Linked DNA regions of Mus musculus: all the other regions are linked to region 3. Evidence: chromatin contacts called from public ChIA-PET and HiChIP or PLAC-seq data. All regions are on one chromosome and are shown on one strand. Each heading gives the region's core, a stretch centred on a gene start, on an enhancer-like site or on the middle of the called end of the contact. The rest is flanking DNA. Distances are from core to core; before and after follow the strand shown.

Region 1 (3,517 bases), core at 611-3,110, 350 kb after region 3:
GGCCTTGCAGCCTGTACTGTATACCCTTAGTGGATCAGAATACATGGATATACATACACAATATGTATGTATGTATGTATGTATGTATGTATGTATGTATGTATCTACACACACACAGTCACGTATATATGTATGTATGTATGTATGTATGTATGTATATATATCCATGTGGTGAGTGCCCTTGTTCATACTCTTTATGAGTTTTTCCCAATCCTTGGCTCCCCTGCTGAGCCCTCTCTCTCTTCAAGTCCCTCTGCCCCACCTCCATTCCTAATATATACTGTTGCTTCTTAAGCAGTAGAAAACTAGAGGATGTCATACACCTGTTTCCTTGGCTCCTTTCACCAACTTCAGGATGCCTCGGGAAGAAATAGCTCTTGTAGTTTAAGTGTTTGATCATGTTTTCCACGTGGAAACTGTCTCAAGCGCAACACTCCATATTTTCCCCCCTTTCCTTTCATATATTAGGAGATACTACTGTGGTTTGAGTAGGTCACTGACACTCCTGATTTGGAAAGGTGGGCCTCATGGCATTGGAGTTGAGCCCTTGTGAGTGGGTGGAAGGCTAACCTGTGCCACTTCTTGCTCAGGGAGATCCATTAGGTATGGTCGAGCATTGGTTAATATTGCTGTGAGGCAGGGCTGCCCCTGGTGCTTGCTACACCTGCACTCCTTCCCTCGGCTTCCCACCACAGTCTGCCAGCAGCAGTTCTTGGGCTTGTTGCTTCCAGAACCTCGAGTCAAAGTAACCTATTCTTTTTCTACAAATAACCCAATTTTAACCATTGTGCTGTAGTGACACATTCGAGGAACTGATACTTTGTCTTTTTTTTCTGTTGAGAGAGAGAAAAACTCCAGAGGGAAGTTTCTTCCCTTCACCTCAGAACTGTCTTTCGGAAAGAGCCAAGCCTGCTCAGCCCTCCGGTCCTTACCTGGGTGGCGACCTGCTGTCTGCAGCCACCAGAGTTTCCCTGTGCCTTGTTGGGTTTTCCTTTATTCCATCTTTCCTCAGTTGATTTTAGTTTTAGGTTTTATTTTATTTATGTTTATGGTTCTTTATATTTTAGTTTCTCCAGACAGGGTTTCCCTGTGTGGGCCTTGCTGTCCTGGAACTTGCTCTGTAGACCAGGCTGGCCTCGAATTCAGAGATTCACCCGCTTCTGCCTTCTGCAATTGGGATCCAAGGCGTACGTCATCATGCCTGACTTACTCGGAGTTTTTAAAAAGAAAATACCAAGAATTGGAGTAGAATTCAGCAGGAGGGAGTTAAAAGATTTCACATCAGCTGGGTGTGGTGGTGCACGCCTTTAATCCCAGCACTTGGAAGGCAGAGGCAGGCGGATTTCTGAGTTCAAGGCCAGCCAGGTCTACAAAGTGAGTTCCAGGACAGCCAGGGCTACACAGAGAAACTCTGTCTCGAAAAACGAAAAAGAAAAAAAAAAGATTTCACATTGATCCCTGAAAGGTTTCTCTTGTGTTTAGGGAAGTGTGATCTGCCCATGGTCCTCTTGGATCTCCTCCTAACCTTTTCTTTATGTGGTTCCCTCCCTCCCTCCCTCCCTCCCTCCCTCCCTCCCTCCCTCCCTCCCTTCCTCCCTCCCTCCCTCCCTCCCCTGTCTTTCATCCCTCTCCTCCTTTCTCTGCAAGAATGCTTAATATGTTCTTCCACTCACCAAATTAATTGCACAACACCCTGTTATCAGGATTTATTTATCTCATATAGTCGGTGCATTGGATTCTCCATATATCAGCCACTCCCACCCCTCCCCGCCCTTCTGCTTTCTCTTTCTAGGGCTCTGACCACAGCAGTCCCTCTGTAGCTTTGCTCTTTGTGGTTTTAGTTACCCATGATCAGCTGTGTTCCATAAATATGAAATGGAAAGTTACAGAAACGAAACATGCATACCCATCTAGCTGCGCATCCTACTGCCGAGCGCTGCGAAACCCTGCTCCTGTCTGCTTGGGACGTGAGTCGTCCCTTTGTCCAGAGTGTCCATGCTGCTTGCTACCAACCTGCTAGTAACTACCTCAGCCATCAGACTGAGACACAGAGAGAGACAGAAAGAGAGAGAGAGACAGAAAGAGAGAGAGAGACAGAGACAGAGCCTGGGCCAGGTGACCTACAGTGACACACTTCCTCTAAGAAAGCCACACTTTCTAATCCTAAGCCTTTCAAACAGTTCCAGTCGCTAGTGACCAAGCTTTCAAATATATGAGTGTATGGGGCGGGGAGGGGGTGGTGGTGGTGCGGGGGTACATTCTCATTCAAACACACTACCACTAGGGACTTCTGTGCAGCTATTATTCCCAATTTTAAAGTTACACTGCATCATCACAGGTATGTGCATATAGTAGATACGGGGCTGGGTACTCCTGGTGTTTTTAGACATCCATTGGGGGGTGTTTTAGAGTAAATCCCCTGCAGATAAGTGGGGACTGCACATTTTAGACATTTCATATAAGTGACGCTATATGATGTTTGTCCTGTGTTTGGCTGACTTAGTGTGACATCCTTGAGACTCATCCATGCCATCATTTAGCGACACTTCTCTTCTTTTCTGGAGCCGAGCAGTAGCCCGTTATATATGCACACTGCAGTCTCTTTATCCCTATGGCTATCGTGCGGCACTTAAATTAATTCCTTACTAGGGCTTTTGTGACTGCTGCACAGATAGAGAGATCCTCGAAGTCCTTACTCTTTTGGATATAAACACACCTGTAAGATTTTTGGATCAAATGACAGTTCTAGTTCACTTTTTTTTTTCTTTTTTTTTTTTTTTTTTTTTGAGACAGGGTTTCTCTGCATAGCCCTGGCTGTCCTGGGACTCACTGGCATGTGTCCTCTGCTGCAACCACCACCCATCTTTTTATTTTATATTTTGAGGTCCTCTGTAGTGTTTCCCATCTCCTTCCTGCTTTAGTTTGTGCGTTGGTGGGAATACTCAATGGCCACTGAACTTCTCTGATAATGCTCCTTTTCTCTGTTGTGTAAGTGTTAGTAGAGTTAATCTCTTAGTGACTTCACGGGCTCGAACTTCTGCTTGCTAGGCTATTGCTACATAAAAGATTACCTCAAAGTTCAGTGTCGCTCATCTGGACAGCTCATCTTTGCTCCACTCAGCATCCCAGCATCTCCTGGTTCTAGGATCTACTTCCAAGCCAGTTTGTTTACAGGTTGGCAAGTTGATGCCTGCTGCTGGTCTCTTTACATAAACAGGTTGGGCTTCCTTATAGCATGTGGCCCGGTGCCAAGAGCAAATGCCTAAAGATGCAGGAAGTAGGAAGTGAGTTGCTTAAGGCCTGGGGTCTAGATCCCAACCCCCGACGAGTTGTGTTGTTCTGACAAATCACAGGCGAGATTTTTATTCTTCTTATTTATTTATTATTTATATGAGTACACTGTAGCTGTCTTCAGACATACACCAGAAGAGTGTATCAGATCCCATTACAGATGGTTGTGAGCCACCATTGGTTGCTGGGAATTGAACTCAGGACCTTTGGAAGAGCAGTCAGTGCC
Region 2 (3,713 bases), core at 503-3,002, 360 kb before region 3:
TGGTGAATTGCCAACCTTTTAACTGGTTGCTCTTTTGAACCTTTTGAACGATGCCTCTTTGTGTCATGCTTTAGGAGTCAGTCTAGGACTTAGGATCCCTGTGTTCAAGTCAAATATGTCTCTGCAAACAATGACAGCCAGGGCTTAACAATTACATGGTATCTAGCACAGCCCACCCAATGGCACATCTCCTGTTGGGCTGACAGAGTGGGTTGTTTGGGAGTGGGATTCTGATGTCACCCAGTCTCATGTGTGTCTTGGAAGGAGCTCTGATATAACTTTGATCAGATTCAAGTCACTGTCCGAGTTATATAGGTCTGAGACAAAAGGTTTCCCCGAGGCAAGTGTTGCAGCTCTAAAGGAAAGGCTTCCTCAGTGCAAGAGAGATCTAACTCAGCCCTGCTTTTCTCTAGATACAGTCTCTCTCTTAGCTGCCTCATTGTGCCCCAGGCTTCTGTGTGCTCCCCTGCCACCATGTGTTCCCTAACTAGACCTTTAGCAATCACCTTCCATGGTTTATAAATTGAGCAATAGAAGTTAAATATTTTATGTTAGTTAAATATAAATTTATAAGTGACAAATGTGTGTATTTGTGTGTGTGTTAAAATACCAGTCTTTTGTTTCTAGATGTTGTTGTATGTCCATAGATGGGTATCATCCCATTGAGAACCACTGGGTGAATCCATCTTTCCTTATTGGATGATTAGAAAAATAGTAAAAGATGGGCAGAGGGGGAAGAAATGGGACTTCTATAGACTTGTAAAGGAACTGGAGAGTTGATAGTTTTGAAGAATGAATCCAGTATATAATCTCAGAGAACATACACCCATGATAGGAAGAAGGGCTGCGGAGGGAATCAGCAGATAGCCAAGGCCTTGAATGAAGATATGGAACCTGGATTTGGCAAAGGACAATTTGTGGGAGTTAGTTCTCTTCTTCTACCAAATGCATCCCAGGAATCAACTTACCATCAGCTACCATAGTTAGCCATACCTGACTTGGACACAGAAGCTTCAAATATCTTTCTTTCTCCAGTAATTAAAATACATCAAGAGGAGCCAGCAAATGAGCAGTGGAATGAGATGCTTTCTGACATATGTTCATATATATTCATATATTTAAAGAAAAACAACACCTTAACTCGAGGAAAGTACCTCACAGTGGGAATTTCAGGTCGTGGATACCCTTGCAACCACACCCACGAAGCAACAGCCTGTTCGATTGGTGTGTTTCAGCCTGGTCTAATTATAGCAATTATGACAAATGGCTTTGATGCTTGAGGCTGAAACGGGAACTAATACTTCCTAATGAGGCCGGGTTACATTTGCATGAAAGCAGAGGTGGTCCACAGAGCTACAAGCTGTCGGAGGGAGCCACAGTGCTAGAGCTTTTGACACCTCAAGCCTTGATCTTAGCAAGAGAACTGAAACTACCCTGTCTTTCATCTCTAGTCTGGTTAGAAGATCAAGCCAATATGTTTTCTGAGAGCTATTGATTTTTTTTCTTTTTTAAAAGTAATTATAGAAACTGTCTTGGAATCATTTAGTTTTATATGTAAGAACTGCAAAGGCACAGGGGTGGGAAGGTTATCCAGCAAACAAAGACCTTGGAATCTGGGGACTATGGAGGAAATACTTACAGACAGAGGCTTCCTAGAAATAAAATTACTAACGAGCAACTCAAACTGTGATCGTCTCCCCAAGGGACTGGTGAGGTGACCCCACCAGAAAGCTCCAACTTTCCACTCCCTACTTTCAATTTCTTCTCACTCCCACACCCTCCTTGTTATCTGAATCGATGGGGGGAAGTTGTAGGTACGACCTGAATCCTTCCTGATTTGAGTCAAATGAGAAAAAAAAAGTACAGAAAGGAGATATGGTCTTGAGAACAAAGGGAAACTGACTAAATGTGAGATCTTCAGGCACGGGGCGGAGTTGGGAGCATGCATTTTTAACCTGGTGATGCTGACAGTTCCTGGAGACAAAAGGTAGCAGAGCTTTGCTCCCAGCCAGGAAATCAATTGGGCATGGTTCCTGTGTCTCCTTGTGAAGCCATCACCTTGGATTTTTACTTGGGTGGCTCCCTGCTGAGAAGCATGTCACACAATTAACTCTTGCAGGGTTTAAAAGTATTTCCAACAATAGAAAAAGCGGTGGTAGTAAAATAGAGTTTTGTTTTGTTTTGTTTTGTTTTGTTTTCTTTCGAGACTATTACATCTATCTATCATCTATTACAAGCTGGCCTTAGATGTAGCAGAGGAGGACCCCGAACTTCTCTTCTCTTGTCTTCACCTTTGGAGTGATTGGGATTACATGACCACCACATCCAACTTATGGTGCTATCTATCAACCAAGAATTCCATGCAAAATGGACAAGCTCTCGACCAGCTAAGCTGGGTCTCCAGCCCTGGAGCTGGAAGATTCTAAGGTGCAAAATTTATGAACAGCGATCTGTTTATCTGAAGCCTGAGAGGATAAAACTTCATTAGCTGGTGGAGGATATGTGTTTATTTAATTTTATATTGTTTCCTCAGGGTTAGATGACATGAGACAGGATACGTTTTAACAAAGGCTTTCCTATCTAAGTCTCTTCTTTCTACTCATTACTTCCAATGTGATTGCAATATGATGTAATTTTTAACCAGTTGAGTTCTAGTCTAAGCATCTTTTTTGCACCTCAGAAAGAGGTTGTCTTTCAGCATTGCGTTAACAATGCAGCACTCGAAGTTAGATGGAGAATACGTCCTTAAGCCGTCTGATGTTGATTGATTTGGGCCCAAGAGAGTATGACTGCTGACATATTTGTTGACAATAATAACATGCCTACGAAAAAGTGATGTCCTTTGACAGTTATTAATAAAAAAGTAAACCTGATACAAACTGGACTTGGGAAGACTGCAGTAAATGTCAGCAAGCATTTTTACAATTAATGACAGGTATATTTTCCATATTAGTGCTACTGGTCAGAAGAGCAGCCATTGTTTAAGCTAGAGAATGAAACCTCAAATACCTACATGGAGTTGGCCTATAACTGACTAATCATTGGTAGAAGTCAGCTAGGTCAGGATGATAATTGAAGATAGAAACATCCAGGGAAGTGGCAGGATTAGATGACCAAGTTTTTCCTTTGGTATTATTTGTTTTGAATCAGGGTCTCACTATGTGTCCTAGGCTGGCCTTGAACTTAGAATTCTCCTGCTTCACATATTAATTGTTTCCAACTTGGAAGACTGTCATATGGAGGCTAGAAGGCACTCTGTGCCTATTTAACGGCTCCTGTGATCTGAATTCCCAGGGGTTTTATTTGGGACTGCTTTGTTGGACTATTTGGAAAGCCTAGATACCAGTGATGATGATGGTTAACATTTACAGAACATTCACTCCAGTGACCTATGTATATCCACCTACAGACTCTTCAAATAGACCTGTGGTATGCCCCCCCCATTTTATAGATGAGAAGACTGAGGCAAACAATTATAAATATATTGATTACTAGCTCATGGTAGAGCCAGGGCTAGCAGTGTGTTCCTCTTCATATGGTGCATACCAGAAAAGATGGGTAGGGACATCACTAAGCAAAGGGACACACATCAAGTAAACCAGGCTTGTAGAAGATAGGATCTTAAGAATTTACAGAAATAAAGGGTTAGGTATAGTATATGGGAGAGTGTGTTACACCCTATGTGGTAGGGGTTCAGACTGTTAGGAGGCATC
Region 3 (3,558 bases), core at 482-2,981:
GTGCAGGGTCTGAAGCCCCTGAGCATATGCGTGTTGTGGCAAGGCTCTGAAGCAGGGCAATGGTGAAGGGCAAGCTGGGGTGCACTGGGGACTCCACTCCGCTCCGGAGATGAAGCTTTATATCCAGAAGCTACGGAAGAACGAGCAGAGTCACGTGGCAGAGATGAAGCTTTATATCCAGAAGCTACGGAAGAACGAGCAGAGTCACGTGGCAGCCCATGCAGGGCAGACATTCATAAGTGCTGGGGCACGGGAGAACGTAGGAAAGGAAGCAGGCGGTGTGAGAAGACTCTCAGGGAGAAAGTCCCAGGAGGAGTACAGGGAAGAAATGTGTGAGCAAGGGAAGAGTCAGAAAAGCCATGGCTAGGGAACAACCGGAATTCCACAGGGACCTTTATCTAAGTCGCTGCTGGACCGCAGGCCTGAGTGGCTCACAGCTGTAGCCAGGACCTCTGCTGCCCTCCTCCCCCGCCCACCTGCCTTGTGGGTATATGTCGCTGAAATTCTAGTCCCGCCCACCTATTACACAATGCTTATCTGGGTGTGATCTAAGGCTGGAATCCATGAAAGGAAGCCTGTGAGTTGGGAAACACTTTTGTGCTTGCTCGGAAGAGGGGATGAGGAAGTTTAAGCATAGAGGGATGCTATGAAACAGAAGTTTAAACTAGTGGACCCAGTCCTTGCCCGACTCCTATAATGTTCAGCTTGTTAAATGTGAAATTGTGGCCTCTCTCCATGGAAAACACAGCACTAAGGCTTTCCTGACCAGGCAAACATCCTGGACATATCAGCTTAAGAGACAGCATCGTCCTTAGGTATCCGCAACTGTTGAGGCAGCTGGCAGACTGAGGCAACCAAGCAAATGGCCACACATAGTCTAAGGGACCAGAAGATGTCTTTTTGACAATATGACTCTTCTGCAAAAATGACAGCCTCTGTGATGTTAAGTGTGAGCTGAACATAGGTGTGGCAGTAAAGCCTATAATCCAAGCACTCAGGAGGACTTCTGAGGTCAAGGCTGGTCTGGCCTACACTGCAAGAGTTTGTGTCAGAAAACAAAGCTGAACAATGTGGCTGCCATTTGTAGGGGAGGTGCCTACTTTTGTTTTCTAAATCCCCAAAGAGAAGAGGCTGTCTGCATCCTATGTGATTACAGCTTCCACTGACTGGTCCACATCCCTCCTATCAGGTAGACGCTGTCATTACTCTATGCTATACCTGCATATCTATGGAGGACATCGCAAAACCAGTGTTAGCCACACAGGTCACAGAGGAGCCACAATGGGGTAATCACCTCACTAGACTGACCACTAGCAAATTAACCAGAAAATAGCAAGAGAAGATGTGTGTGTGTGTGTGTGTGTGTGTGTGTGTGTGTGTGGAACCCTAGGGCACCGGGAAAGCACCAATGCTGTGAAAAGAGTGTGGCACATTAAAAATACAAGGGTCATTTGGTCAGGCGCCTCACTTCTGGCATTTGCACCAAGGTTCACAGTTAGTCACAACTGCTAAGAAATGGGTACTAAAAAAGGCCAGTCAATATAAGTAAGCAAAACCACACGTGGCACACAAAACACTGCAGGTATAATTTGACCTTGAAAGGGAAAACCTGCTATGAGCTAGCAAGAGGAAACTACTTAAATAAACTTGAAACAAGAAGACAAAGGCTGCCTTTCACAGGAACCATGTAAAGTAGCCACATTCATAGAAATAGAAAGTAGAACAAAGGTTAGTGTGGGCTGGGGACAGGGGAGGGTGCTAATGGCTTTAAGGGTTTCACTTTTACAAGAGGAAACTCACAACCAAAGCTGAGCATCTCAGCCGCTTCGAGGTGTAAGTGTGTGTTTTACACACAAACCAATGCCAGGGCACTACTCTGATCTGCGAGTACCTCCAAGGTCACGCAAGTACCTCCAAGGTCACCAAGTACCTCCAAGGTCACCCAAGTACCTCCAAGGTCACACAAGTACCTCCAAGGTCACCCAAGTACCTCCAAGGTCACCCACTTTCTCTCAAATGGCCAGAAGCAAATTATTATCACAGCGGGTCTTAGTAACCAGCATGGAATCTTACTTTTTAGTTTTTTTCCTTTTAAACAAGTCTTGCAATGTGGTACAATCTGCCCTTGAACTCTCTGCTCCTCCTGCCTCAGCCTCCAGAGACTATGGGAGTGCCCTCTCACACCAGGCCTAGAGTTTTGCTTTGCTTTGAAAACAAAGGCTTGCAGGCTGGAACGGGGCAGTGGAAAGAGCCTACAGATTCCCCTCTGGAGCACCACAGCTGGGAAGGGGAGGAGGGCATGAGAGGAAGAGGCCCGGCATGAGGAAGACTTCTGTAAGCCCGCGGCCTCCCAAAGGTCCCATCACTTTGACATCACAGCAGTCCAGAGCTCAGCATCTCCGTGTGGATGTGTGTGGAAAGTTCCCCGTTCTTTTCTGAAGACTCCCACTTCTGCCTTGTGTGGGAGGCCTGAGCTCTGAGGAGCTGTGCAATGCTGCCCCCTCACAGCTCCACAGTGACCATAACACATCTGACACAACAAGGAGCTGAGATAGGGACCAGGCACGGAGCTGAGAGGAGACAAGCAGGGCAGCCCCGCTAGCCCATGCTAGACCATGCTAGCCCATCTCCAAGCATCTGACAGGCTACTCTGTAAATGGTCCCCAAAGAACACTGATCCCAGACTCTTCTAAGTAAAGGACAAATGAAGACTGCTGTGAGCACTGGAGCTATTAAAGGACAAATGAAGACTGCTGTGAGCACTGGGGCTATGGGTCTCGGTCTTCTCATATATAAAGTGAGGCACTATAAGAATTTTCTTGTTTTGTTTAAACATGAAAAAAAAATTCCAGGCTATCAAGAAGAACTTTTTACAATCTATAGCCTTAGGGTATTGATGACAAGATTTAATCAAGTACAAAAAGAATCTTTCCACCTTGCTTACCATCAGTGTCTGTAGAAATGGCTTGGTGCTAAGAGCATGTACTGTTCTTGCAGAGGACACAGTTTTGGTCCCCAGTACCCACACTGAGCTGTACCCACAGTGAGCTGGCTGGAGTCACCTGCTGATCTTAGAATTCAATAGCCACTGAGGAAGATGGGCTTATAGTCCTCCATTGTTTCCTGAGTGCCCTTAGGCACAGCTACACAGCACAGGAGATGGCTAAGAAGCTGAGAACAACTTCCTGTCATTGAACTGGAAATGAGTGAGACAGGAAGAGGCTCAGGGAAGACAACCTGCTTGGTGACACTCTGCCACAAAAAGAGGCAAGAATTGGAGAGAAGAATCTACCACCAAAAGGCCTGGTGACCAACAGGTCCTGTTCTCACAAGCCTCAGCTTCTTCATCTATAAGGAAGTTGAATAGATGACTTTCAACATCCTCACCTGCTTTTAGGATTCCTTGAAAGTGGTACACTTGATATCTATCACACACTTTCAGCAATGCTATTTTGGGGGAGAAGTATGGGCAATCTTGACTCTGCCTATAGATGACCATATCAGCGAACAGAGAACACACACACTTGGGCTCTGCAGCTTCCATCAGTAGTTCTGAGT

Evidence for each region. ChIA-PET counts read pairs in DNA pulled down with a chosen protein or histone mark. HiChIP or PLAC-seq counts read pairs in DNA pulled down with a chosen protein or histone mark.
Region 1: an H3K4me3 HiChIP or PLAC-seq map of bone marrow-derived macrophages shows a contact between it and region 3, with 7 times the contacts expected there. The contact joins two enhancer-like sites. A contact is called at or near these places in 3 of 115 datasets of contacts at active chromatin or transcription factors (bone marrow-derived macrophages, memory CD8 T cells and pancreatic cancer cells) and 1 of 9 other capture datasets (liver).
Region 2: a contact with region 3 is called in an RNA polymerase II ChIA-PET map of memory CD8 T cells, with 80 read pairs. The contact joins two enhancer-like sites. A contact is called at or near these places in 1 of 484 Hi-C or Micro-C datasets (bone marrow-derived macrophages) and 6 of 115 datasets of contacts at active chromatin or transcription factors (CD8 T cells, bone marrow-derived macrophages, fibro-adipogenic progenitors and 3 more).

What each region holds. Positions count from the first base shown.
Region 1 is chr5:63,941,819-63,945,335 of GRCm38.p6, reverse strand. All of the region lies in intron 1 of Rell1 (RELT-like 1), which reads left to right. Among named protein-coding and RNA genes, the nearest start is that of Rell1, 25 kb to the left of the region's middle. Within about 2 kb of position 1,860, at least 53 of the 459 cell types and tissues checked have an H3K27ac peak or open chromatin away from gene starts, as enhancers often do. A contact at or near this core is called in bone marrow-derived macrophages and memory CD8 T cells, where this site is marked.
Region 2 is chr5:64,660,275-64,663,987 of GRCm38.p6, reverse strand. No RefSeq gene overlaps it. Among named protein-coding and RNA genes, the nearest start is that of Gm26761, 37 kb to the left of the region's middle. Within about 2 kb of position 1,752, at least 49 of the 459 cell types and tissues checked have an H3K27ac peak or open chromatin away from gene starts, as enhancers often do. A contact at or near this core is called in CD8 T cells, bone marrow-derived macrophages and memory CD8 T cells, where this site is marked.
Region 3 is chr5:64,295,439-64,298,996 of GRCm38.p6, reverse strand. The region is part of intron 14 of Tbc1d1 (TBC1 domain family, member 1); the gene reads right to left. Among named protein-coding and RNA genes, the nearest start is that of Gm38634, 40 kb to the right of the region's middle. Within about 2 kb of position 1,731, at least 169 of the 459 cell types and tissues checked have an H3K27ac peak or open chromatin away from gene starts, as enhancers often do. A contact at or near this core is called in CD8 T cells, bone marrow-derived macrophages and memory CD8 T cells, where this site is marked.